Linked DNA regions of Zea mays: region 1 is linked to region 2. The links are chromatin contacts, called in public Hi-C maps. All regions are on one chromosome and are shown on one strand. Each heading gives the region's core, a stretch centred on a gene start, on an enhancer-like site or on the middle of the called end of the contact. The rest is flanking DNA. Distances are from core to core; before and after follow the strand shown.

The links. A called contact is a pair of places that touch in the nucleus more often than the background predicts.
Region 1: a contact with region 2 is called in a Hi-C map of ear, with 2.1 times the contacts expected there. The contact joins the promoter of LOC103651053 here to the promoter of LOC100282874 in region 2. A contact is called at or near these places in 2 of 25 Hi-C or Micro-C datasets (ear and leaf).

The regions. Positions count from the first base shown.
Region 1 is chr3:188,665,792-188,670,112 of Zm-B73-REFERENCE-NAM-5.0, forward strand. LOC103651053 (cinnamoyl-CoA reductase 1) reads right to left here and starts at 2,449. Exons shown (of 5, transcript XM_020551164.2): 1 at 2,206-2,449; 2 at 1,295-2,043; 3 at 904-1,066; 4 at 585-771; 5 at 104-478. The coding sequence starts at 1,399. The coding sequence ends at 337. LOC100383409 reads right to left here. Exons shown (of 2, transcript NM_001176063.1): 2 at 4,024-4,321. The coding sequence ends at 4,306.
Region 2 is chr3:188,498,299-188,502,807 of Zm-B73-REFERENCE-NAM-5.0, forward strand. It overlaps LOC100282874, which reads right to left and starts at 2,482. Exons shown (of 5, transcript NR_158979.1): 1 at 1,764-2,482; 2 at 1,384-1,468; 3 at 1,186-1,297.

The DNA.
Region 1 (4,321 bases), core at 1,199-3,698, 170 kb after region 2:
TTAGCTAATTTTAATAAATTAGCTAATAGTTAGCTAGCTATTTTTACGTAGCTAATTCCACTATCAATTTTTAGGCCGTAATGTATATTTGGAAGGGAGGACGTTGATAAAAAGCATATCTGGCATCTGAATCGGTTAATGATGCAATACAGCCATTAAACTCGCATACATCAACATTTTAGCTCCAGTGGAGCAATATATGCACCGAAAACTCCACCACAATGCTACGGTGGTGCCTTTAAGTGCATTCTCGCAGTTTGATCTGTTTGAGCGAGCGAGGTATCATTGTAGCAGTTCTATAGAACCAGACACGCAACTGAACATGCTCTCACAGGGCTAGATGAGGCCTTTGCTTCTGAAGCAATCGACGGTCTCCCTGATGGTCACGTCGAACGGAAGGAAACGGACGCCCAGATCGACCAACTTCTTGGAGGGCTCCTTTGCTCTCATCAACCAGCCCTGTTTGTCCTCCTCGATTCTGACGCGAAAATAAAAAAAAAACGTCATTTACCAAAACGAACAGCCCTGCACACACAAACACACAGTGCAAGGTTGTTGCATATTGTTGTGAGAAAATGGGTCACCTATGAACTGGGAATTCAGGGTACATATCAGCGATTCTATCGGCGAAGTCAACCAAGCGTTCCATGGACGCCAGGCATAGGTGGCGTCCCTGCGCGGATGGGTTCTCGTACAGCACGATCGCAGACTGCGCCACGTCTCTGACGTCGACCCACCCTGTGTAGACAGCGTCCAACTCCAGCTCCTGGCCTGGTTAATTAATTAAGTGGTCAATTTTCAACCTTCAGGAACGACTTGCGCCATATATGTGTTTGTTCATTGCATGAAAACCCATTTGCGATTCAGATGTGACGCTGTGATGAATGACGATGGCTAACCAACCTCTCAGTAGCTGCAGCAGGATATTCAGGCTGGTGTTCACTGATGGCGTGAAAAACGGGCCCAGAGTAGTCCCTGGATTCAGCACAACCAGCTGCAAACTCTCCCTTTCGGCGAACTCCCACGCCGCCTTCTCTGCCAACGTTTTGGAGACGTTGTACCAGAGCTGCACGAATGAATCAGCAAGTCGTAGACACATGCTGTCTATATAAGCATGCACATGGTTGTGAAAGTAGCCAGCAGCAGCTTGATCGATAAACATGTTATGCATAAGAACACGTTACGTTCTAATTTGGTCCTTTATATTTTCTTTTACTGCAGACATTGTACGTTTGCATCGATTAACATGCAAGGAAAATCTGCATCTGCCAACGTTGTAGTGCACGTCTGTTACCTGACGTCTCTTGAGGAGCTCAACGTCGGCCCAGCAGTCATCCTCGACCATCGCCTTGTCCGCAGGCCAGGCAGGATTCGGCAGCATGGCTGACTTTGACGACATGAGAACAACACGCTGGACGCCGCAGTCTTTGGCGGCGCGGAGGACGCTGAGCGTGCCCTTCAGCGCGGGCTCCAGCAGCTCCTTCTGCGAGCACCGAGCAGTAAGTAATCACGGTGAAAAAGGCGTGGTTATAGTATGGGTACGTCTAGAACAACTCCATTAAAATTAGATTTAAGTCTAATTTTTTAATCAGTTTCACTAGCGGATCTGCTTCACTCCATAGATTCACTAAACTCATGGCATGTTTGGGATAGGTCCACCAGATTCATCAAAAACAGGTATAGATTTAAATCCAATTTATTGTATCCAAACACATCTAAGTTAACCAGCTCCACCGTACATCAAAAAACAGAAAAGTATGGAGCTATACCAAACATCTGCTGCTCCACCGTGCATCCATATAAATTATAGAATTAGATTTGGTTTTTTTTTCCAGTTGGTGAAACTGAAAGATTGTGTAGGAAGAGTTGCCTCCGGGTCCTGGGTGTGCAGCGTCAGAGGGGACGCCAGGTGGAAGACACCGCGGGCGCCCTCGATCGCCTGTCGCATGGAGGAGGCAGGGTCGAGGAGGTCCATCTGGAACAGCCGGAGGCGCGCGTCCGCGCCGTCCAGGGCCTGCAGGTGCTTCGTCTCGCCCTCGTCCTCTGCGACAAACGAACAAAGAGAGCTTTGCAAATCTCGTTTCGTTTTATCATGTCTCGATCATCATGTGCGCCGGCGCCGTGCGCGCGCGTGCGAATGAATTCGATGATCTACATGCATCTACTGTAACAGGCTAACAGATAGAGAAAACTGCTACTACGCACGGAGGTTCTTGACGGTGGCGTGGACGGTATAGCCGCGGTCGAGGAGCAGGCGCACCAGCCAGGAGCCGATGAAGCCGCTGCCGCCCGTCACGCAGAGGAGGCCACCAGCGCTGTCCTCGTCCGCCTCCATGTCGATGCCGCTAGGCCGGCGCTAGCTCGCCTCTAAATATGAATGCACCAAGTCACGCCCACTCTTGTTTCCTCTGGCCATTATTAGAACGGGTATACAACACCCAGGCCGGCATGATGTCTGATGCCCACATCCGACGTTAGAAAAGGCATCGGGGCGCGCGGCATTTTGTGTTTTGGCGGGAACGAGGCGGCTGTACAGACAGGGTTTAGGCATCATCCATGGCTCCATGCAGTCGATTATTGTTCAGTTATTTCGGCGCCACGAACTGAACGAGACGGAGCAGGGCAATTTTCTCTGGAATGGAAGCAGGGTCCAGCAGGCAGGAGGTCCATCCGGAACAGTAGGAGCTGTGTATCTATCCCATCAGTTTCACGCATACAGCCATACATGCATACAACTATACTGTTGTCAGCCCCGGCGAATCCTGAACCCCGGTGACACACTCCAACTAGTTTGAGAGCCACAAAAACTGAAGGAGGCTGTAGGGCCTAAAACCTGATTTTAGCTCTTACAATCCCCTCCGATTTTATGGCTCCGAAACTTGCTCTAGCCCAGAATGCCGAACTCAAACTCCTGAAAAAAATGCAGAGCTATTGTGGACAGTTGCTTGTGCTGTAAAACTCAACATCGTTTTCTCTGTATATATTAACTGAATATAAGAACACACACGACTCCAAAACGTGGCTGGCTGTCTCCAGCTCCTACATGCGCGGCAAGCCACTGAACAAGTCCTGCCATCCCAACACCACGGACTCGATCGCCGCCACGACGCCCTGAACTCTCTAGGACACGACACGCCCTGCATCATCTGAGAACATGCATAATGACAAACAGAGATAAACTAACTAGCCCAAGCACAGGACTGCGACTATCATATACAGCGCACTATCACATTCTGGGTTTCACGTACACGGGTAATGATTTCCCCCATCTCCCTCTCTCTCTCTCTTTATATATATATATATATATATATATATATATATATATATATATATATATATATATATATATATATATATATATATATATATATATATATATATATATATATATATATATATATATATATATATATATATATATATATATATATATAGTTCACAAACATTTTGAAGGTCGAACCAATACGAACAAGAGAACCCTAAGGCCCTGTTCATTTCTCCAGGAATAGCCATGGATTTTTTTCAGGTTGATCAAAACTTACATAAATTAAAAAAGCTGACTCGGAATTGTTCTAGGTCACGGTTCCTAGATAACCGAACGGCCCCTAAAGAAAAATTAAGGGTGCCTTTGGCAGGATTCACGTTCTCTCGTATAAATGTTTCAGATTCAGAGATTCTCAAAAAAAATTTGTTTAGAACTAGCAATACCAATTTCGTCTAGGTACTTTTTACTTGAAGCTATCTTCTATTTCTCTTTTTTAGCATCATACCTAGCTACAGATTGTTCAGTTCTTTGGGCTTTTTAAAAATTTTAGCTCATCTTGTATATTTTCACTTAATGATCTCCCTAAGACTTGTTTACTTACACAAACATTCATACACAACAGAGCAGTAATATAAAAGGTACTGCATGTTTGACCAAGAAAAAGAAAAAATAAACCCTCAAGAGCATGCAGCCATGCACACATATATTGGCTAGCTAGTCCTATCATGCCAGAACTATATATAAAAGAAAAGATATATATCTATACACAAACTTACACATATATATTAGAACTATACTACTTTACTGGTCTTAATATTATTGGTGGTGTATCATACAATACTTTATTGTCGTTTTTAGAGTTTAAGAAAGGGAAGACGAACAACCTCAACCTTTAAAAAGTTCACAGTACCTATTCTTCTTATTGGTGAAACTATAGAATACCAACGGCGAAAGAAAACATCATAAATGGCAGATGAAGCCTCCGAAGAAACCGGCAGCCCCCACTGCGAGGGTGTCCAGCCGGCCGGGCCCGGCGGCGATCAGCTGTGGTTGTGG
Region 2 (4,509 bases), core at 1,232-3,731:
TTGAAGGGCCTTCAGAATTGTCCTTTTGTCCTTGAATTTCCTCTCTTTTTGTAGGCTGTAGTTGCTTCAGCCCTATGATTCCTGTAATTGTGCTTTTCTTTTCTTCAATTGTGTAACAGCCTCCCTCCCTCTCTCAGATAAAACTGGCAATGCTATTCTACACCTAGTAGCTAAAACTGACCATGAAATACTGAATACGAATGAACCACATCCAGTACCAACCAGTAGTACGCGTCAGTACCACGAAATACTGAATACTACTGACACACGACTATTGAGTGTATACATAACAATGTGTGCTTGTGTGTGCTTACAGCAGTAGGAATTTCCTCTACTGTTTTTCCGTTTAAGGGCTAGTTTGGGAACCACATTTTCCTAAGGGATTTCTATTTTTCCAAGAGAAATTAGTTCATTTTCCCTTGGGAAAATAGGAATCCTTTAGGGCTAGTTTGGAAACACCATTTTCCCAAGGGATTTCTATTTTCCCAAAGGAAAATGAACTAATTTCCCTTGGGAAAATGAAAATACCATGGGAAAATAGGGTTTCCAAACTAGCCCTTAGTAAAATGGAATTTCCCGTGATCAGAACTGCAGGGTGCTGTCGCTGGTGCATTGAGCTGGGGCTGGAACAGAATTGGATGCAGTAGCGGACCCAGAACTGAAATAGAGCCCGGACGAGACTTAAGACATCACTCAGATCAAATGATTCAAAGCTTCCGATTAAGGTGCTGCGATGAATAGCTAATTGTGCGCTGGCACCAAAGTCTGGCCAGGCGCCTAGGGTCGCTGGACCCTGGGTCCGCCACTGACTGTATGGACGTTTTAGCATGGAAACAAAACCTTCAGATTGAGAAAAATGGAGGATGAACTCCAACGGGAATCCTGTCAGGAGCTCATCTTATGGGCCGCATGGGCGTATAAATTGAGCTGGAAATACGTCCTTTGCTCTATTGTGGAGAGGCTCAACTAATAGATCCCCTTTTCTCTCCAATCTTCTAATGGGAGTTTCCTCTTCCTCTCAAATGTCACAATGATAAGTAGGTCTCACCTCTACTTACCTATTTTGTTTCTCAATTAATTTCCCGCAAGAAAAAAGGTAACCCTCACTATTTTTTTTATAGAATTCTCACAAGGACAATTTGAACCATATAGGGGTGGCTAGGTTGGGGTGTTAGTTTGACATACCTTTTTCTCTATATAAGATCTTGTTTCCCCTAAGGAACAATAATTGTGGACATTCTCTTGCTTGAAGTGCATATGCCAAATCCCTCTCAATATTTATATCAACTTTGACTGTCTATTAAACAAAACAAAACAAAACTTAGGACCTGCACAAAGACCAGTAACCCAGCCAAATAATCAAAAGATGCTATTCAAACTTACCCGAGGAGGTAAGCGATCTTTAGCATTCCAGTACACCTTAGCAGCCTTTTCCAATTCTTGAAGAAACTTCCAATTGTCAGCAGCCCTGCAAATCACAACATCATGCAGGGTTCAATACTACACAATCAAAGCCTCCTGTAAATAAACTAATAAACTTCACCCTAAACAAAGCAATTCCAGAAACTGAAGCCTGTTTTGCCGTTTATCTGTCAGTACCAGGACAGTTCTGAAGTTTCTAGTTTCGTTTGATTCACACTTTACGGACATCCGCATTACACAATGCAAAGCTTAAAATGGTGATTGGGTTACACACAGCCCATTCCAAACATAATGCCAACAGTTTACAAATCAAAACTAGACAGGGAATGGATGGTCCTTACCTGTTGTACCGCTCGAAGACTAGGACGACTAAGGGGCTGGGGTGGAATGCGAAGCTCTCCCACTCCAAGCAATTGATTTCCTTGACCCACCCCTCGTCGACGTCCCCTTCCCAATCGATCTCCACCCCGTCCACTGTGACATTTCTGATCGAGTGCTTGTCGAAGTACTCTGAGGCCCGGATCCCCCATCCGACATCGGCATCCAGCGGCCAGCTCGGGTCCTCCTCTTCCACCACGGGCTTCTGTTCTCCTCCTTCTCCCTCTCCCTCGTCGTCTGGTAATCGCTCCACATCGGCCTTCGGCTTCAGGATGTCGCCTTTGCCCTCGAGGACGTCGGGGTTGCGCTCCTGGATGGAGGCAAAGACCTGCTCAAGGCGGTTGCGGACGAAGTCCTCCACGGCCGCCGACTCGCTGCGGCGCCCACGGCGTGGCTTCCGGGGCTTGGTTGTGGGGAACCCTGCCTCGGTGGATCCATCCGGGTTCCGGTTGCGGGCCTCATGTGTGGGCTTTGGTGGTTCCGGGTTCGACGTCGGCTTCGGAGGCCGTGAAGACGAAGAAGACGGCGGAGGAGCGGATGAGACAAAGATGAGCTTGCGGCGGCGGCGGCCATGGCTGCAGCCGACACGGTTCAAGCTGATGGCGGGGGTTGAGGGTTTAAGGGCGGTGAGGGTGGGGAGACGGAGCATCGTGCGCGGCGAGAATGGGCGCGAGTATGCGGCTGGGTTTCGCCGGTCGGCAGGTGCGCCCGTGCTATCCGAATGGCGGTTTCTCGTCCGCCGTTGCCCGTTGGTCTCGTGATCTTCTCAAATCCAACGGCACTGACGCTTCCAGCCTCGTGAATGATTCGTGAAAGCATGACGAGTGTGAGGAACTGCCAAAATTAGAGCAAATGGAGTATCTTAATCCCTTTGGATCTCTCAAACCAAAAGAAGAGAGAAACTTATCTCTATAACATCAGTAAATGATAATTGTGTATGTGTCATATTTCAATAGTTAGTTTAGTCTAGAAAACATTATAAATTTAGACGAATGTGAAGAACTACGCATATATTGCTCAACCGTCCCAAACTCTAATAAACGAGAAGAGTCGTGACGTCAAACCTACCTATTCTAATAAGGATGGAACCCAAAAAATTCTATTGGAACTTAACCCTCTCGAACATTGTAATTTTTGGTTTTATAAACAACAAAGTACACCAATTAACTATGGAGCTATCCAAATAACTATTTCCATCAGTTGTGCTTCTGAAACCTTGAAATAATGTATCACATATTCACTGAATGTACACTTACTGTCAAAATGAGTTTGGAAAGATACAGTCTAACAGAAGAAAGTTGCACCCCTCATTGTGGGCTACCTAAGACGACATAAAGACTATTTTGTGCACCTTAGATGCTAATGCCATTTTCTATGGTCAGTTTCATAGGGGCTTCGTTCTTATTAATGGTGTGCCATGTCAGCAGTTTAGATGATGTGGCAAGCAATTAATAAACAAAGAGATGAAATGATTTTCATGGAGATGAAACCATGTATACATTATTACCTAGACATATTGTCTTTTACATGTTAACTATGAAACCGTGCTGAATGAAACTCTTCACTATGAGAGATTGTTTCAATAAATATCTCATTTCTTTCTTAATTATGAAATCTACCACTGTAAATGCCCCTAAGGAACAACATCAGCCAAGCAAGGAACACTAGCACGGGTAGTGGTGAGAATGAGAATTTGGCTAGAGAGAAACATAAGAGGTTTTAATTGAAAAAAAAACACAAAAGAAAACAGATCATCGACAATAAGGGTGAAAACGGTCGGAAACGATCGGTAAACACAAAAACCATTTTCGTTTTCATATTTTTCCTCGGAAACGAGATCGAAAACGGTAACTCCGGAACCGAAAACGATATCGGTAATTCGAAAACATCGAAAACGAAAGTTCGGTACAAAAATTACACCGGTTACGATCGAAATCTAAAAATTCGATCGGTAAAAATTGTAACTTGTACCCTCAATTGACTTCAAAAATTCACGTAAGTCATACATTTATATAAAATTAATAATAATATATAAGGTAGCAGGCCACAATAAATATATAAAATAAGAAATCATAAAACAATAAAATCATTATTATATATTTAAATAAAGTAGAATCAAGATGTGTATAATGATATGGCACTTACATTCTATTTATACACCTACTACTTGGTATAGTCAATATAATTAGTGTCCTCTTAGTACTTCTTAAGTTCTCATTCAAATTATGAATATATGTATCAAGAGTAATAAAAGGTAAGAAAACATAAATAAGATTTATAAAAGTTTCAAACGATTCTAAACTATATATCATTAGATAGATCTTGATTTTAGAAAAATAATAAAATTAGTTTTATATCTTTCTAAGCTAAGATGAATTTATTATAAATTTATAAAGATTAGTTCAGATTTAATATTTTTTCTGAAAAATACCGAATTTATTACCGACGGTAAAATACCGAATAAAAACGGTAATTTCCGGAAACGGTCGGAAGAGATCCAAACTGTTTCCGTTTCTGATTCCGAGTTTTTCTACCGATTCCGTTTCCGTATTTTCGGTAACCGTTTTCGTTTCCGTTTAGACCTAAATTTCGGTAAAATTTCGAAAATAATTTCCGGTATCCGAAAATTACCGTTTCCATTTTCATCCCTAATCAACAACATCAAAGACAAAGCCAAAAAAACTAGTGCATTGCTGGATACAGGGCCCT